2 separate regions of the Gossypium hirsutum genome follow, and region 2 is linked to region 1. The links are chromatin contacts, called in public Hi-C maps. All regions are on one chromosome and are shown on one strand. The core of a region is the stretch at or near the end of the contact, and the rest is flanking DNA. Distances in the headings are between cores, read along the strand shown.

Region 1 (4,168 bases), core at 1,596-4,095:
GGCCTTCTAATGGCCGGCACCAATACAAAAAAAAATTCAAATTTTTTTAGGTATTGGCTTTCTAATGACCTGCACCAGGTACAAAAAAAAATTCAAATTTTTTTAGGTGCTGGCCTTCTAATTTTTTTCCATACGAAAAAACTAAAATTTTTTTTGTACCTGGTGCTGACCATTAGAAGGCCAGAACCATTTTTTTTTAAATACTGGTAGTTTGGTGCTAACCATTAGAAGGCCAGCACCTAAAAAAAATTGAATTTTTTTTTCGTACTTGGTGCCGGCCATTAGAAGGCCAGAACCATTTTTTTAAATATTGGTATTTTTGTATACCAGTATGATACGATTTTAAAAAAAATACCCTGGTGCTGTCCATTGGAAGACCAGAACCAAAAAATTCAATTTTTTAAAGTCTGACACAATCCTCAAGTAATCATGGGACCAAAATACCAAGTGGTGCCGACCATTAGAAGGCCAAAACCCCATTCTACTGTTCATTTCAGGTCATTTTGGTGATTGTTTTTTAACTTGGGTCATTTTTATAAATATCAAATTTTTTGGGTCAGTTTTGGTAAAATAGCCAATTTGCAATAATATAGATTTCGATTTTGTGTAATTTATACATAAAATTTTGATTTGATCCAATTCTCACAAATTTCTAATATAATTATTGATGTAACATCGTTTTATGTTTGTATATTACATAAACAAATATTTATATTAATTAGTATAAAAATAAATTTATGTATTTATTTATTTAAATGTGTATGATTGAATCAAAAATAAAGTTTTCTGTATATATTTAAAATGCAATCAAAATTTTATGTGTATAATAATAATCAAAATTCATATATTAAATTGCACATTAAATCAAAGTTTATATATAAATTTAAAATTTAACCCAAATTGTATTTGTACAAATTTTAAAAGATAGATATGTTGCAAATCCACCCCTTTACTTCTCAATATTCATTATTTTGATCTATACAAAATTGATGTAAACACAATTAGTTATATTATCAATAAATTAAATAATAATGTTATTTAGAAATCTAATCGATCCATATGTACTTAAATAACACCTTTTCTATTATTTCAAAGCATGATTTTTACTCAAAATTCTTTTATCTATTTTATATTTGAAATTTAGTCTTTTTACTTTTTGAATTTAAAAATTTACATCAATTTATTAACATTGTTAAAATCCTTTTGTTAAATTTGCTAGTATGACATTTTGAAATTTAAAAAAAGATTACTTAGTATCATGTAACAAAAAAATAACATTATAACATTAATTTAATAAAGAAATTTAATGGTGCTAACAATTCTTAAAAATTCGCATAATCATTTTAATTAGAATAAAATATTTTGACTAACTAGTGACATTATCAAAGTTGGGGTACCAAATTATATAAAAATTAAAGTATATAGATTAAATTTGAAATTTGAGTGAAATATATAGGAATCTTTAATCCTTCTTATAATCTAAAAAAAAGTAGATATTTTAAAACCAAAAATATCAAGTTTTGAAATAGATATAAGATTCCTATAAATTGAAGGTACATAAATAGTATAAAATAAATCTAAGTGATAACCAGTATCTAAGACAGGACAAGAAGTTGTGTGTATATATATATATATATATCAAATCTTTAGTTGAGTTTATGATTTGAATAAAAAAGAATCTCTGCATCATGTTAGATACATAAGTAGTAGCACTAGAATTAAACCACTAATATTATTAGAAATTTCAATTGAATTTAATTTAAAACATATAAAAACATAAATTTACCTTTCTTTTCAAACCAAGCTTTGCGTTTTTGACAATTTTTCATAGTGTTCTACTTGCTTCCAAAAGTGACAATTATCCACCATTTGTTCCTTTTTTCTTGCCAATAGAGAAATTGAGAGGTGAGTCCACCATAGAGACAATTATCCACCATAGTGTTCTTCTTATTGAATTTGTTGGTTTTTGCCTTAAGTCCTTTACTAACTTCTTTACCCACAAAGTTGATGAAATTACTTTCTTGACTTTTTAACCTTATTTCCTCTTTGAAGAAGCTTAATTTGAAGTGACCCATAATTTGAAAGTAATGGATTCAATATGAATTGCATTAAAAAGATTCTTTCATCCTTAAAGTTTTTAGTTTTTTTCAATATTAGTCATCTCAATCATATGAATCCTCAATTGTAAGATGTTAAAGAAAAAAATCAATAATCTAATAAAATTTTATAAAAATTAAGATATTATGCAAATTAAATCCCTAATATTACATAAACAACGATTATAAAATTTTTAGAATAATATTATTTTTTGGTAATTACAAACACATTTATATATCTAATGGAAACTTCTTTCACAAAAGTCTTGTCAATACAAGTACTCCATAGCAATCTCGATGTCTGAGGGACTTAATGCCACAGGATAGAAACGACTGGTCTTTTAATCTCTTAAAGAACCTCCTTCTTTCATCGACGAGCTTTGATTCTCTATCTAAAACAGTGATTAATCTATTTGATAGGGATGATAAATTAATATGGACTCTTGATCCATCTGGTCATTATACCACAAAATCTGGTTGCTTCCTTCTAGCTTCAAGAAATATCTCGCCTACGCCACTGAGCGGATCTCATTCTAAGACCTTTTGGAAACGTCTTTGGAAACTGAGGCTCCCTTATGAACTCATCTTCTTTCTTTGGAAGATTCTGCACAATAGTTTACCACTCAAGCATGAATTGCAAAAAAGAATCCCCATCACTGACACTCATTATTCATTATGTGGAGAAAAAACATTGAGATTTGAGATCATGTTTTTCTGAAATACTCTTTTGGTAGAGTGTTATGGTTTGGTAGTACTTTTGAATTCAGGATTGATAATTTGAGAGATTTAGATTGCAATTACTTCATTGAATCATACATCCTTAATCCAAATATTTCTTTGACTAGTTCATCACTTGTTGCGGCAATTCTATGGAGTTTATGGAAATGCAGAAATAAGAACATTTTTGAAGCTGTAAAGGTTTATCCATCACAATCTCTTCAGATGGCATATTCGATGTCTACACATTGGTCTGAGGCTTTTTTATCTCTTGCTAATAAAGTCCAAATCGAACCCACCACACCTGTTGCCTTCGAATTTCCTTCAATCGGACAACAATTACGATTGTCAGCGTTCATTACTTGGAAAAAAGGTTCTTCTCGGATTGCTGGTGGCTTTACCATTGTCAATTTTGATGGGGGTAATTCTCAAGCAAAAAAAATCACTATTATACAGATTGGGACATAAGCTCATTGAAGCTTCATCTCATAAGGGAAGTGCTCTAATATGCGTATAATACGAGCCATCTTATCAAAATTTACCTGCAGAAGGATTGTCAGCTTTTCAATCTTTTACAGAAAAAGCTTCAACATTGGAGTTGGAAACTTAATCCGTGGACTGAAGACATCTTAAAGCTCCTACACATCTTCCAAGCCATAGAAAGGGTTAATAACAAGCATTATTTCATGCAGAACTTGATCCAATGGACAGTAGTGACAACTAATAATCGGTTGTACTGCGCTTGATTAATATACCAAAAAAAAAATAATATGATTTTCACAAGTTTAAGAAACACTTGATGCGGAATTGAGTTGGCCATTGAACTTGACAAATAACACGAAGAATACCCGATAAATTAATTTATCCCTCTTAGTCTTTTCCCTTAATTACACAAACCCTAAGTGATAGGGCTATAATCTTTATTTGTATTTTTGCTTGTGTAACACTAATAAGTAGAGTGAAGATCAATTTATAATGATCAACCTTTAATTCAGTACATCAATCAAGTAACTGAATAAACGGATAGAATTTAACTTTTATTAAAAGTAAAACTCTTGTTCCCTTTTCCAGGATGTCACGGTCACCTCCAAATGTTTCGCCAGATAAAGGAAGGGTAACAACCTAAACATGCACTCATGAAATTGCATCTTAGATAATTCTTGTTTTTCTTTACTTGAGCCAATAGGCTGGTGGGGTTGGTTATTAGCTTCCACTCTTGCTTAGCTAACAAGGCTTTATTAAAAATTGAAAGATCTCTAAAACTAACTCCCCTTGGGGTACATAATGGTTTCCAATTACACCAATAGATTTCGTGATTAGTTCTTCAGTTGGGCGACCAAAATTTGCATAATAAT
Region 2 (4,673 bases), core at 1,901-4,400, 140 kb before region 1:
GACTGATTCTTTAAGGAAGATTTGTTTTGTTTATACTTTTTCACTCCTTTTATTACAATTCCCCTAGGGCATGGGTGACTTTCCTGGGAGGTCAATTCAACCCCATAGAGCTGCTTCTGATTCTTTAGGGAAGATTTGTTTTGTTTATACTTTTTCACTTCTTTTATTACAATTCCCCTAGGGCATGGGTGACTTTCCTGGGAGGTCAATTCAACCCCATAGAGCTGCTTCTTTAAACCGATTCCGGGAGAAGAGAAAAGAGCGGTGCTTTGATAAGAAAATCCGCTATACTGTGCGGAAAGAAGTGGCTCTCCGGTATTCCAATTATCATATTTTCCCCCCACCTTCTTTCTTCAAATGTAGCTTGTTCATGCCACTTTCTTTCTAACACTCTATTTATGATTTGTTAGGATGCAGCGTAAGAAGGGCCAGTTCACATCAGCCAAGGCAATTTCTGATGAAGTAGCTTCAGCTTCTTCAGGCTGGAGTGGAACACCAGGCTTTGGACAAGACGAGAGCATGCAAGAAACTTTGTGAGTAGTCCTTTCTATGATCAAATAGCTTTCTAACAATTGATCATATTACTCATCACTAAAAGATGTTAGTTTAGCTTGTCCTCTAGCTATTATATTTTTTGTGCCAATAAAAGGGATTTCTCTAGGTTCTCTTCTTTATTGTTTAGTTTTCCTGTGTAGATGCTCACACTGTGGAATCAGTTCTAAGAAAACTCCTATGATGCGTCGAGGTCCTGCTGGTCCAAGGACACTTTGCAACGCATGTGGACTCAAGTGGGCAAATAAGGTTTGTTAAAATAGGAGAAAGTTTTTTATAAGTCTATTCCTTGTTTCAATGCATGCGAACTCAAGATCTTACTATGAGATGATTGACAATTAACTCTTTTGTTAATAACATATTCTTCATAATTTGAATTATATTTAATCACTCAAGACTATGATTAATCATTGTGATATGACCTATTATCATTAGCTTATTTTATTTAGTCCAAGTGTTTGAATTGCTTATTTTCTTGTATGAATGGAATACAAGAGAAAGTGCTAGTTAGATTAACAGCAGAACCCTTTTTTGTTAATTTCTTGACTTTGATAACAGACATTGCCGGCACTTGTCTCTTCGCATGTCAATTTCTTGATTAGAGTTGAAAAACTTGCCTCCAATCTTGCTTCAACCTTATGCTTCAAATTTACAGTAAATTTCGAAATTGGGGAACAACATTATAGATTGTGCTCGAGTACCAAACTTAGTACTTAACTTGTAGCTCGTAGGAAAAGATATTTTTCAACAATCACACGTAATTCTTTAGTTATTCACTTGGGAAATTGTGATTATCAGGGTGTTTTGAGAGACCTTTCGAAGGTCTCCATGGTAGCAATCCAGGATCCAACTGCGAAGACTACCGAACAGGTATTGCTAATTCAGAACAATATCCATCATAGTTATTCATTGCTTGTATTCATCAGAGTTACATCCTAATCATTCTACAAATCTCATAACTATTTATTACATCACGGCGTGTGTTTTATCAGAGTGATGCTGAAGCTAATGAATCGGAGGCTGTAACTGGGACTGCAGTTGTCGTATCTTCATCGAACAGAGATAACTCTGGTGTGACTTCCGAAAGATGAGTAATACGGTGAGTGCAATGTTACTTTGGTGTTTCAAGGCAGATGTCAAACTTTCTTGTAATAATCCGAGATGGTTTGGCGACTGTATATATAATAGATATATGGCACATTGCCTTGCTCATTTGTGTAAATAATTTTGAGATACAGGTTAAACTAGTTTTATGTAACTTAGGAGTAAAAAAAAAAACTTTCACCTTCAACATTAATTAATGTCCCCATATTTCTTTTCCCTTTTTTGGATCTTCACAATTATGAATGTAATGTGCTTAATGAGGATAATTTTAGAGGTGGTAACCATCTCAGCCGATCATAATGTGTATATATTTATCAGAGGGAGGTTTGATGACTGAAGTAATGGAAATCCAAATTGACAGGATTTACTTATATTAGCATATTTTAACAAAGTTTTGTGATTAGTATTTTAGCAAGTCAATCCTAATATTTATTATTTTATTGTAGATAATGCATGTAGAATTTTTAATCAATTAAAAATGTTTAATTCTTTATTTAATGTAAGAGATTTTTAACTGTTAATTATATATTGGTAAATTAGTAGATATGATTTAGATATTAAAATGAAATTTCATGTTCTTGACATATATATATTTATATTGAAAAAAGCAATTTCATAAGTGATATAAAAAGTTGAGCGTGTACATGTAGACATCAGTTAATATTTTCAGTTTCTTAAATTCTTAGTCTATTCATTAATTAATTTATTCGAAGAATAAGCTTTTTTTTCTTGAAACATTCGTTACTCGTTTCAATTCTAATTATCAGTATAAATATTTACGATTTAAATTATTGTCGGTAAGGATCTCAGATTAATTGGATCTAATCACAAGAACTCCACCACCTTTAAACAAGGTGTCAAATGTGGATAGAAAAACGGCGTGCTTAAACGTCCCAGTACTCAATTTGTTATTCCCATACTCGATAGAAAAATTGTCAAGTGAAGAATCCAGAATCCAAATCAATTGTTATCTCATGTTCTCCCAAAAAAAAAAAATCGAATGCAAAATTGAAAATTACATGCAAAACCAAAAAAAGATGAGATTCAAATCTCACATCAATCCACATATGATAGTAAGCATCGGGCTGCATTACCCAAAGCTAAAAATACTGTTTTTGACCCGCAAAAGAACAGGTTTCTCAACCCATTGTTCTTTCTAAAACTATAAACAACCCAATTATAACCCCATATTATGATAGCTAACTAGACTGAGCAATCAAATGAATATAATGCCCTCCCGATTAGATGAAAGGAACTTGAACTGAAATGCACCCTTCTGTTCCATTCGTCTTAATAATCAACTGTAGGATAGAGACCTGGCATCTAACTACGTCCACTTCCGTTTGAATCTGTATTATTAGCATACGAGTGTGTTGATAGTTCACCAGAGTGAGATGACTTCCGAGATTTTGGGTTTTTAGGAGAAGCTGCATAGGCATCGTCTGAACCACCCGTAGAGTATATTGATGATGTTGGCAGTCCGTGGATCTTTGGCAAGCCTGTTGGATCCGAACCCAAACTGTATCCCCTCTCTACTGTTTCAGCTTCCAATGGCAACTCGTCCAATGTCTATTCAAAAGGATTTTGAGGAAGTACATTAAAATACGTGTATATATGTCGCTTAATTTCTTAATGTTGTAATTTAGTATGAAAACAAAAATTAAGCATAATTGCCAGGGGATTGAGGACATATCGACACAAGAGTACACATGGACGAAGACATTTGTCATTTGTTATTTTGACAAACAGATTATGACATGATGATATGTGGTAAAGGGAACGCACCCTGAATGCCTGTTGGAGAACTCGGAGTGTTTCTCGAGTACGTTTTCTCTTAGAAGCAATCTCATCAGGTTCCTGTAACATTTCTTCAAACAGATTCTCTCTGTTTCAGATCATAAGACAGACAGACAGACAGACAGACAGGATACTCAAAGGTCAGCAAAGAGATAGTCAAAAGTACGAATAATTAAAATCAAACCAAAGAGCACAGTATTACCTGTAAAGCTTTTTGATAAAGACATTGTGAAGTTCTCGTTTTGTATGGTTTACCTGGATATAGATATTATCAACCAACAGATCAATATTCATATAATGTTGCAGCTTAACAAATTGGACCACAAACTATAGATAGGAAGAAAAGGGTTGTACTTACAAGAATTTCAACAGTTTCAGATTCCAATGAAAGAAAAAACTATGGCAAACATAACCTTCTAAATCAAAAGCAAACTTTTTGACCAAGGCTCGCTCCATGTTCTAAATGTACAAGTAAAACAGGATACAATATTCATACAATCATGAAATTCTAAGGACCGTCCTACCAGAGCTAAAACACATCAATCGCACACAGAAACGAATAGAACCTTGTTCAGCATTCATGACATAAGCTTCTTCTCTCCAGATCAAAAATAGCCAGGACAGAAATCAACATAGCACCAAATATTATTTAAGTCAATTCACATTGTTGCTAAACTGATATATGGACAAAATGGAAATTAATTTGGCTAGAAAGATTTACAATTTCCTAACTGGAGCACCACAATGTTTTTTTTCACAATTTCAGGACCTAGAACATGAACAAGGCTAAAACAGTAAAAGGCACGATGAAACTGTTACATGTCAATTACTTATTATTATATTAGTTTATTATTATTTTATTAGGAGATTTTATTTATGAGTATTTTATATCTCTAGGAGATTTTTTTAATAAAGTATTTTTTGAGAGATATTAGGAGGCTTCCTTTATTCAGAGTCGTTGTTTGAATTTACTTAGGTTATAAGTATTTTATTCAAACAAGTAAACCTATATAACCTCTATTTAAGAGGTTGATTGCTAGAAATAAAATTAAGTCAGATTAAGCAAATTTTAGAAGATTTAAGATTCTCTCTAACAGTCTTAAGGCCTGGAATTCCCTTGGATGAGTTCCACTTGTTAATCATAGGTCATTCATGAGGAAAAGGAAAAAAATCAGGGAAAGAGCCCTGATAAGACAGACGGTTTGCCTGTGAATCATCCG

The links. Hi-C and Micro-C count contacts between places; a contact is called where the count stands out from the background.
Region 2: a contact with region 1 is called in a Hi-C map of leaf, with 2.0 times the contacts expected there. The contact joins two enhancer-like sites. A contact is called at or near these places in 3 of 34 Hi-C or Micro-C datasets (leaf and seedling).

The regions. Positions count from the first base shown.
Region 1 is chrA13:6,918,333-6,922,500 of Gossypium_hirsutum_v2.1, reverse strand. No RefSeq gene overlaps it. Among protein-coding and RNA genes, the nearest start is that of LOC107894175, 9.4 kb to the right of the region's middle. Within about 2 kb of position 2,845, at least 1 of the 9 cell types and tissues checked has an H3K27ac peak or open chromatin away from gene starts, as enhancers often do.
Region 2 is chrA13:7,061,243-7,065,915 of Gossypium_hirsutum_v2.1, reverse strand. LOC107894170 (GATA transcription factor 28) reads left to right here. Exons shown (of 8, transcript XM_041084658.1): 4 at 182-315; 5 at 411-533; 6 at 696-801; 7 at 1,351-1,422; 8 at 1,545-2,027. The coding sequence ends at 1,643. It also overlaps the pseudogene LOC107894172. Among protein-coding and RNA genes, the nearest start is that of LOC107894170, 4.1 kb to the left of the region's middle. Within about 2 kb of position 3,150, at least 3 of the 9 cell types and tissues checked have an H3K27ac peak or open chromatin away from gene starts, as enhancers often do.